2 separate regions of the Gossypium hirsutum genome follow, and region 2 is linked to region 1. The links are chromatin contacts, called in public Hi-C maps. All regions are on one chromosome and are shown on one strand. The core of a region is the stretch at or near the end of the contact, and the rest is flanking DNA. Distances in the headings are between cores, read along the strand shown. Region 1 has its middle 32 kb from the start of LOC107909955. Region 2 holds the start of LOC107909957 (putative clathrin assembly protein At1g25240).

Region 1 (5,533 bases), core at 524-3,023:
TCAGATTATGACTGGCTAATCTGCATACGCCACATAGCTTTCCGTCGGATTTCTCCCTAATGTTCATTTCGTTATGGATTCTAGATGATTGCGAACGACCTTTCAGGTTCCTATGGAACCCTTTGTCTAGGACAAGCTCGAAGGTCGTCGGAGGAACCTCCCATGTTGATAGGTCAGGAAGCATGGGGAACTTGTTCTCCCATACACGCAACGCGCGCTCGAGGGTGTACACTTTATTGATAAATTATTCTACATTGAGCGAGACTTTAGCACAAGCCGCCACGACATTTTTTAATTATTTATTTATTTCTTTGAATATTTTTATAAATTTTAAATTATTTTTTGTATAACACATATAAGATAAATAGTGTGATGTCAACATAAAGTATACATAAACTGTCAAGCGTGTTGTCACACCAACATTGTTTAAAAATTAATGTTTTAATTAGCTTATTCATTAAAAGTAAGTGAATTGACTCTTTTTGAAAGATTAATAATTAAATTTAACTAAAAAATAAATAAAGACCAAATTAATAAAAAATATATAAATATTAATGGCTAAATTTATTATTAGGTGTCTCTAAAATTTAGATAAACAAACAAATAATTATAAAACCCAAGTTTTTGGGCTTAAAGATTTAATTTTGGAGGTCATTTGGGCTTAAAAGATTTGATTTTGGGACCATACTTTCCAATATTTATATCCCAGAAATTTAAGTCTTCCATAATTATAGCTTTAAGGTAGCTAATTCAATGCCAAATTATTGGTTTGTATTTTTGCTGCCCTTCCAATTGGGGCTCATGTCCCCGTCGGTGACCATTCCAGATTGACTTTTGAGTCTTTGACCACCGGCCATTTCGGTTCATAAGTTTAAAATCAAATTAGATACCCCCATTTGATTTTTGTTATTTTAAATATTATAAATTTGGATATTAAATTTGCAATCTACCACAAATTCATCTAAGATTAAATTACACTAGCAGTCATTCAATTATTAGTAAACTCTTTATCACCTAACTATAAAAAGTTATAAAATTATCATTCAACTATTCAATTTTGTTTTTTCTTTTTTATCACCATGTCAGGTCTTAAAATTAGCATAATAGCAACTTTAACTATTAATATTTACATATTATGTAAATTTAGTCTTGGTTCTAAAAAACTTAATCACCAACATTTAGTTTGATTTTATATTTATCAACTAAATTTGATTAAAAATATAAAAAAAAATTAAAAACACTTAAAAATAAAAAAAAACAATCATTTTCATCCTTTTAAAAATAAAAATATTTTAATAATTTTTAAATTCAACCATGATCGTATCAATTTTTTTGAAGTTAATTGTCACTACTAAAAAGGGAATATGACACTTACTTTTATCATTGCCGCCTTTTGCATTTTGTTACCTTTTCTCTCAACCAAACTCCGGTTTCTAGGCTTCTAGTCCTGGTGGGATTCAAGCTGTATCCAAGATATTGAAATCCAAATTGTGGACCCTTGGATTAGATCCTGAATAGTTAATTTCTTAATATTAAGTGGTGTTAATTGCAATTAAAGCTAATATTCAAATATAGATTAACTAATCCTTCTTATAAGATTACATTAATTAATCCATTAAGTGGTGTTTTAGTTTTTACTCCAACCCCTTTTTTAACTTGGCATTTTCTTTATGAGTAAAAGCATGACAAACTCAACAGAGTAATAAGTAGCATATACAATCCTAAAGAAGCCACGCCTTGCCCTATTCAATAACTCTTTTGGGAGATGATCTGTCAACACATCCACTCGAAAGGTAGGCGGCCTTTTTGGCAGCTTCTGTTTAGGTCCCCCATACAACCACTATTTTATATGGATAATCTCTAGCTACCAAATATTTAACATGTGAGAACCAAACGTGTGAAAAACAATTGCTTAATGGGGATGATATAAAAGAAATTGTTAATATCCAACTCTTTTCTTTATATAATGTCTAAAACTATTTATAACCCCTCTTTAACTCATAAATAGGTAAATAAACATGCTTCAATGCACTCAAACTCACATTTTCCCGTATCGATAATAATACCAATGCAAACCAAACTAAAACTCAGTCAATGATGTAGAACTCAGGTGGGTTGAAATATGAAACTAGGAGTATAGATTCCTCCATGATATTAACAATTTTTAAGTGTGTCCTATACATTTCTTAAATCAAACACCCTCTCGTGTAACATAATAAGTGACATGATTATGTTAACAATTTTGATTTGCAGTCATTCTTTTTAATATGTATTACAAGATTTATTTGTAGAAACTTAGGGATTTGATTTATAATAGGAAATTGGATTAGAGAAACCAAGTAGTTGTCGATCAATACCAGTCAGTATTGTATCGTTTCGCTCCTAAACCTATACCAAGTAATCTAAATTCTGATCCAGTCAAAATTTAGGTGTTTCAACCCGTTTCAACCAATATCAATGTGTGCTAACCCATATAGATTGGTACAAGATTTTGATAATTTAAACAAACTTTTTATATTAATAATTTTGTTTTTTTCTATAACTACATTTAAAATATAGTTATTAAATGAAGTTATTGAACTTAGTTAATATTTAAAACTTATATTCACATATAAAAAAGATAAAAATATGTTTATATGAATGTATATACAATATATATTTGCATGTATATGTTTATTTAATTTAGTTATTGAAATATATTTGCATGTATATACAATATATACTTTATTAAGAAACTAAAAGTTAGACTATAAGTATATATGTGTAAAAAATATTTCAAAACATCGATGAACCAAAAATGGTTTATTGAAACACACTAAGACCACTATGTACTAGTACCAAAACAAAAGCAGTATACCCACCAAAACAAAAGCAGTATACCCACCAGTATAATACTGACTACTTTCACAAAAAGTCCTTTGAATTTATTCTTTTTTATTTATGGATAAAGATATGGTTGGCTTCTAGCAAGATTGTTGATTTTAAGGATTATCTTGATGTTGTCTTTAACTTGGAGATTTGGAAGATTACCTCTCAACTTTAACCAGCTGAATGGAGTATATAAAAGGATACTACAATTTTCTGAGAACAATACTTACTTAGATAGTCAAATCTACTCAATAAGAAGTTTTCATGAGCTTGAAAGTTAGCAAATCTAGTTACTAAGGAATTCTTTGTTATAATGCATTTAGGGGATTGTCCATTTCCTTGTAAAGAATGTTTATACATCCTTCAGTGGGAAAGGTTGCTTGAGGGAGAGCTCATACTAAAGTGAACAAATGTGAAACCATTTATGACCATCTATTATGCTATAAACTTTACCAAGTAATGACATATCATTTAATCAAAAGTATGACTATTATCATTGTGGTAATAAAAATACAATAAATACCTACAAGTAAGTATTCCATGGATTATCACTATCAAAATAGTCAAGAATGCTCTCTCTCAAGTTTTCTAGAGAAACAGTATCTATTATGGTTGGGTTGGAGGTGAGTGGTGACTTTTGAGAGTGGAAGTAAGTATCAAGACTGTACGATTATGATCTTCTATATTCTATAGCACTTAAAGCATAATCGAATTTGTTAAGTAAAGAAAACCAAACCAAATGTTTGGCTTCTCTACACGAAAATTAATGAAACAAAGATATTACACAGGGGATGATGATGTGAGTAGAAGTGGTGACTTGATTAAGGTAGCGTCGGAATCTGACCTAAAGACAGAAGGAAGATCAGAAGTGGTGTTGTCATCTGCAATTTTGCAAACTAATAAATTGAGGCACAATTCTGGGGATTTGGTTGCCAGTTTTTCTCCAAAAAATAAAGCTCCTAATTTAGATAAGATAGGCGAAAAAAGTCAAGACAAATTTAATGAGATAGAGAATGTAGAAAAAGGGTTTCATATGGGTAGGCCCACAATTTCAATGGATATAAAGCCTAATAATTACAAAAAAAAAGAGTTGGAAAAGGCTTGACAAAATTGCAAAATTTGATATGGGTATGGATGAATTGGTGAGGGGTAAAAGAAAAGGTTGTATGGATTTGATTGAGGAAACGAATCTACCCTGCATTCATAGAGATGGTTCGAAAAGGTTCAGGTTTGAATTTAGGGACTTGAATGATTCTGTTTCATCGGACTCATTAAGTCATATTTTGGGGCATGATAATACCCCACTTTGACAATGATCGACGGCTGCCAAAAGGTAAGCGGACCGGAAGCAATGAAGCTATTGAGCTGGAATGTCTAGGATTTGGTGAATATGCAGGCATGCAGAAGGCTTCCCTTTAAATTGAAGTATCATAATCCCCAAATTATCTTCTTAATGGAGACCAAGCTTGATGGTCGGTGAATAGAAAGGGTACAAAGAAGATATGGTTTTATGAATGGCATTGATGTTCCCACGGAAGGGTCACAAAGGAGACTTAGACTTGCATGGAATGGCAATGATTTGGTTAGTATTCGTAGCTTTTCAAAAAAAACCATATTGATGTTGATACTAATTGCGGTGACAATTGCTTGAGGTGGCATTTTACTGGGTTTTATGGAACCCCTGATACGAGGGATAGAGAGAGGAGTTGGGAGTTGATTCGGAGACTTAAACGTGACTGTAACATGTATTGGATCATGTGGAGATTTTAATGAAATTTTGTATTCGTATGACAAAAAATATGGTATCCTTAGGGAATTTACCGGAGACAAATATTATGAGAGGCTTGATAGAGGGGTGGTTAACCCTGAACGGCAAAACCATTTTCCAAAATTTTCAATTAAACACTTTATCATTCTTTCTCGGATCATTGCCCTTTGTTGGTCCAAATTGATAAGAGTGAAAATAGTATTTCAAAATAATAGTTTAAATTTGAGGCTTGGTGGGTGTTGGCAGACTCTTGTAAAGATGTCAATCGTGATGTATGGTGGAATACTAACGGAGGTGTTTTAGAAAAATTGAAGGCTCTATGGTATGCTTTCATAAGACGGTCAAAAATAGTGAGGAAAAAATGGGGAAATACTTCCAAAATGTTAGAGTGTAGATCGGTGACACTAATTGAAGGGGATAAGGATGATGCAACAATGGCAAAAGTTATGAATGTAAAACTACGATTGAATTGGAAGATGGAAAAATAGGAAGTTTATTGGGAATAGCAAGCCTGAGCTAATTAGCTAAAATCGAGGGATAGAAATATTGTCATTTTCTATAAATTTACTTCTCAACGGAGATACATAAATCGTATTCGAGTATTAGAAAATTTTTCATGGTGCTTACAACTTGTGAGGATATGATGGAAGATATTTCTTGAGATTATTTTTCCAAATTGTTCACAACTGGAGTGGTTGGCAATATGGGCCATATCTTATTAGCGGTGAATAAGTGTATTATAAAGGAGCTAAATCAAAGCCTTATGGAAAAATATTCCGACTGAGGAGGTGTTTAAAGCTTTAAAAGGGATGGTCCTACTAAAGCTGCTAGAAGTGATGGTTTTTCAATCATTTTCTACCAACAATTTTGGGATATCATTGGGCAAGATCTGAGCAA
Region 2 (5,029 bases), core at 700-3,199, 38 kb after region 1:
GTATTTATCTTGTGTTTCCTTGCCACAGTGTCTTGCTGTTAGACAAACTGTTATTCATTCTATTTTCAGCTGACATGGTTAATGATGCATATTGCTAATGCTGTTCAGGTCTAGTAGACCCTTCTGAACTCTTAGCAAATATTGAAGCACAGATAACTAAAGTTAAAGATGAAGCTCTGAGTCGAAAAGATATAATGGATAGAATAGATCGATGGCTTTTGGCTTGTGAAGAAGAAAATTGGCTGGAAGACTACAATCAAGTAAGCATTGTGTGTATCTCATGTGTTTTCCCTGTCTTAGTTTCTCTCTTCAATATTGCTTGTGTACTATTCCGTGAGTCAAAATAAATACATCTGATTCACCTTGTCTATAAAATTTTAATTCATTAGTTGTTAACTTCATTTTGAATCTCAGGATGAAAACCGGTACAATGCAGGGAGAGGTGCACATATTAACCTTAAGCGTGCAGAAAAAGCTCGAATAACAGTAACCAAAATTCCGGGTATTTACTCTTCTTATTCATCCAACTCTCTGATGGATATGTTTGTATTGTTGAGCTAAATAATGGTACCCTTTGCAGCAATTGTGGATAATCTGATCAACAGAACGTTAGCTTGGGAAGAAGAAAAAAGGGCATTGTTTCTATATGATGGGGTCAGTAGTTCTGTAAACTTGCACAATCATTGTCGTTTGGAATTGTTTCTGAATAAGCTTGTTCCTAAACATGACATACTTGTATGCATATAGGAGCGACTGGTGTCGATACTGGAGGACTACAAGCTGACAAGGAAACAAAGAGAGGAGGAAAAGAAGAGATGCAGGGTAATTTTAATATGTTTTTTGCTTCTGCAAATATTATTGCCGAGTTATCTGAACCTTTTAGCCCTTTGGTACCTTGTCCATTTTCCTTTCTTTTCTCATCTCCTTTTCAACTTGCTTAAAGCGACTTTTTATATGATGAATGGCATTTCCAAGCAGGCCATATATTGAATGTGTGCATTGATCTCTACGACTTATACATGCATAAAAACAATATCTTTTCTATTCCATTTTGCAGGACCAAAAGAAGATTCAAGATCTGCTCCTGACAGAGAGAGAAGCCATTTATGGGTCAAAACCTAGTCCAAGGAAAAGTAACAGCTTCAGAAAGACAAATGGTTATCGAGCAAATGGAAATGGATCCATGACTCCCAGTACACCTCGTCGGAACTCGGTGGGTGGAGCAACTCCCGAGCTACTTACACCACGTTCATATTTGGGGCGTCAAAATGGCTACTTCAAGGAAATGAGAAGGTTGTCTACAGCACCTATAAACTTTGTGGCCATATCAAAGGAAGATACAGTATCTACATACACTTCAGTATGTGATTCGGAGCTCGGGTCTCCACCACATAGCTGAAGTTTAGAAATCCAGAAGTGGTATGTTTTGCCTACGCCATTGAACCTCTTCTGTTAATGTTGTTCACACGCTTAAAACAATTTTTGTTCAATCACAGGAAGAGGATAGGATCATATAGTTGCAATAAGTGTAGACTGGATTAATAGCAGCAGAACCGTGTGTTGTGAATATACGAAAGAAAGGGTATGGATAGATTAGTGTACGGATTGTGAATTGGTAGGAGTCGGACAGGTGACTGACTTTTGTGGGTGTTCGCATGGAAATGATGTTATTTGCCATTGCGGAGAGGGAGAAAAGAAGAAACCAGTTTGAAAATTGTGTTTAACTTGTTTTTGTGTGGTGTTACATGTACTGATAATATTGATAGTAGTAGTATTACTGGATTTTTTTGCTTGAATGTACGTGTACATGCTTGAATGTATGTTTGCAATGTATATACATGTACTCTAGTATGATCATCATTATATTATCATCCATGTTTGTTCAAAATTTCTTATGTCAAGTAAGCATTTTTAACACCACTTCACCAATTTCATAATTCATGTATACACAGTTGAAATTTAACTTCCTTTTTTTTTTTTTTGTACAACACCGAGTTTAGCAAGTTCCAACCAGATAATTCACATGCAAGTGATTTTTATTTTTATTTTTTAACATCTAATCATAGTCTATGAAATTAGCCATTTGTTCCCAAAATAGAAATGCGTAAAGAGAAACAACTATAAACTTGTCCGAAGATATATGCTAACAAATGGCAAATACAGGCAGACATGGCTAAATCACAGCTTAGTTTTCTATCCAGTCGTAGGCCGTCGGTTTTGGGTTTGTTGAAGCAAAATTTTGTATTAAGAAAAAAACAAAAACAAAAAGAGGGGCTTCAGGACCACCTCTGACAAACCCGCTGCTTTGTAAGGGCGACGGAGGGTTGAGGTCGAAGAAACATGAAGCTATGGAAGAGGGCCGTTGGTGCTGTCAAAGATAAGAACAGCATAGTGGTGGTCTATATTTCCAGAAGGAATTCCTTTAGGAACCCTGAACTTGAGGCTGCCATTATAAAGGCCACAAGTCACGATGAATTACACATTGATAAAAGGAGTGCGCAGGTTGTGTTTTCGTGGATTCGAGCGTCGCCCGTTAGCCTAGGTCCTCTTATATGGGCCTTGTCTAGGAGGATGGAGAAGACTCGGAGTTGGGTGGTGGCCATTAAAGGGTTGATGCTCATGCATGGCATTTTCCATTGTAAGGCACCAGTGGTTCAAATGATGCAGCGTTTACCCTTTGATCTTTCCACTTTCAGCGATGGACATTCCAAGCCCAGCAAAACCTGGGGTTTCAATAGTATCATCCGTGAGTACTTTGCGTTTCTAGATCAAAGAGCTGCCATTTTTTTAGAGCAAGATAATCAGAACAACAACAACAAAGTCGAGGAGCGTTTGTTGTTGGTGCAACAGCTTTTGAAATTGGAGAAATGGCAATCTTTGCTTGATTTGTTGCTTCAAATTAGGCCTCGAGCGGAGAATATGAAGGTTAGGCTGATTATGGAAGCCATGGATTGTGTGATCATTGAGATATACGATGTTTACGGTATAATCTGCAACGAGATTGCCAAGATTTTGTTGAAAATATATTCCGTAAGCAAACATGAAGCGGCAATGGCGCTTAGGGTTCTTCAAAAGGCAATGAAACAGAGTGAAGAGCTTTCTCTCTTCTTCGAGTTCTGCAAGGAATATGGCGTCCTAAACGCCACCGAACTCCCCACCGTTACTCGGATCCCTGATGAAGACGTTGAAGAACTTGAGAGGATAATGAATGGGGTTTCAGTTCCAGAGAAGACGATCAATTACAAGGAGGGTTTCGAGGAAATGAACCAAATGGAAATGACAGCAGTTGTGGAAGAATACACAAGGGGAACTTTGAGGACGATAATTACAGACAAATGGGTGGTTTTCGAGGAAAACGATGAACAACAGTATGGTTTCTCTAATGAAACCAAAATAGTAGCAGAAGATGATGCTGGTAAAGATCATCTACTACTACCTCTTGTACCCATTAACAATTTACCTGTTTATAATCCTTATGAGCTACCAGATTTAATTAGCTTTTAGCAGTTGGAACATTCCTTCATTTGGTTTCTAGCTTTGATCTCAACAACATTCAATCAATTCTTTTTGGATTACTTTATTATAAAGAAAAAAAGGGGTTAGATCCGGATTGTTCCTTCTCTATATTTGTCCCCATTTGATATCATTCTCTCAACTTCCCCATTATCTGTGATGTTTTTGGATAGTAGTACTAGGGGGGATTCACCGTAAGCTTAAGGTGTGTTCCATATGACATTGAATTTTTTTTTTAAATCGTAATCTTATCTATATAATAGATGGATCAACAGAGAAAAAGTCACAACCACAAGTTGGTGGTGAAACCGGTAGCCAACCGACGGCCATCAACAATTAAATCACTGATAAGTTATCTTTCTTCAGCTGTTAATGATAATTTATAGATAATTGCTAAGCAATCCCCTTCTAAAACAATATCCCTTAACCCCATGTCATAGGGAGCGAAAAGTCGCCTGAGCTTTCGCCACAAAGGGAGATTTGATGTGAGCAGCGCATTCAACGCAAGCCCCCATGCACATACTTTGGGCATCTCTAATCAGAATCTCCAGCGTAGCATCACCAACTGTGTGGTAGAAACTAGCATAGAAGTTAACCTTGCAAATCCCAGGAGGGTGTGCGACCCAACCCTTTGCACGTCTCGGGTTCCTAAAGGTCAATTCACCTAATTTTCAAGAAAACCCATCAAGGTAGGACTGCACAATTAGATGGCCTGTTTAGGGCTGCTGATGTGGATTTTAATATTGTTTTGTGTTTCAAGTAGTTGCTATTTTTCAGGCATTTTGTTATTTAAGTTTATGTTCATGGCTTAAGCTTAGGACCTTGTTGTTAGTGGGTTGTTAATGGTAAATCGATCTCCTCATTGAACATTGAACGGTAATGTTCCAGAAGAGATATGGTTAGGTAATCCTCCCAATTATTCTAATCTTAGAATTTTTTGTTGTCTTACTTATGCTAAAGTTAGCCAGGGAAAGCTTGAACCAATGGTCGTTAAATGCATCTTTCTGGGATACTCTGTCGGTATAAAATGTTTTAAGTTATGGTGTTCGAAATCCGACAAAATAATTGTTAGCAACGATGTAATGTTTGATGAATCTATCACGTTTTGATTAGAAGAGGACTTTTACTTTTAAAGACATAAAAAATTAGAGTGTCTCGAGCAAGGTGGAGTCAAAAGCCGAAACATGGGACAACGACACAATGAACAAAGGTCTCGTCCCGACGAAGAGTCTGGCGACACAACAAAATTTTGATTCTTGCAAGTTTAAAGCTATTTCAGATCTATTTGGGGTTCCATCCGATCCTCAGGTACCCTCACCATCTCATTTAACTAACTATAAGTTGTCTCATGACAAGAAAAGGCGAGAAATACAACCATCATAGAAATATTGTGAAGGAAACCTAGTGGCTTATGCTCTAAGTGTTGCTGAGAGCATTGATTCAACCGATCCTTCGTGTTATTATAGTGTAGTTCAAGCCTCTGATTCTAGCAAATGGCTCATTGAAATGGAAGAAG

The links. Hi-C and Micro-C count contacts between places; a contact is called where the count stands out from the background.
Region 2: a contact with region 1 is called in a Hi-C map of hypocotyl, with 4 times the contacts expected there. The contact joins the promoter of LOC107909957 here to the enhancer-like site in region 1. A contact is called at or near these places in 6 of 34 Hi-C or Micro-C datasets (hypocotyl, leaf and petal).

Annotation. Positions count from the first base shown.
Region 1 is chrD02:50,547,073-50,552,605 of Gossypium_hirsutum_v2.1, forward strand. No RefSeq gene overlaps it. Among protein-coding and RNA genes, the nearest start is that of LOC107909955, 32 kb to the right of the region's middle. Within about 2 kb of position 1,774, at least 3 of the 9 cell types and tissues checked have an H3K27ac peak or open chromatin away from gene starts, as enhancers often do. A contact at or near this core is called in hypocotyl and leaf, where this site is marked.
Region 2 is chrD02:50,584,708-50,589,736 of Gossypium_hirsutum_v2.1, forward strand. LOC107909957 (putative clathrin assembly protein At1g25240) reads left to right here and starts at 1,950. Exons shown (of 3, transcript XM_016837672.2): 1 at 1,950-3,415; 2 at 3,777-3,864; 3 at 3,954-4,458. The coding sequence starts at 2,341. The coding sequence ends at 3,853. It overlaps LOC107909955 (65-kDa microtubule-associated protein 6), which reads left to right. Exons shown (of 12, transcript XM_016837669.2): 7 at 109-260; 8 at 415-502; 9 at 581-654; 10 at 748-822; 11 at 1,058-1,419; 12 at 1,497-1,796. The coding sequence ends at 1,399.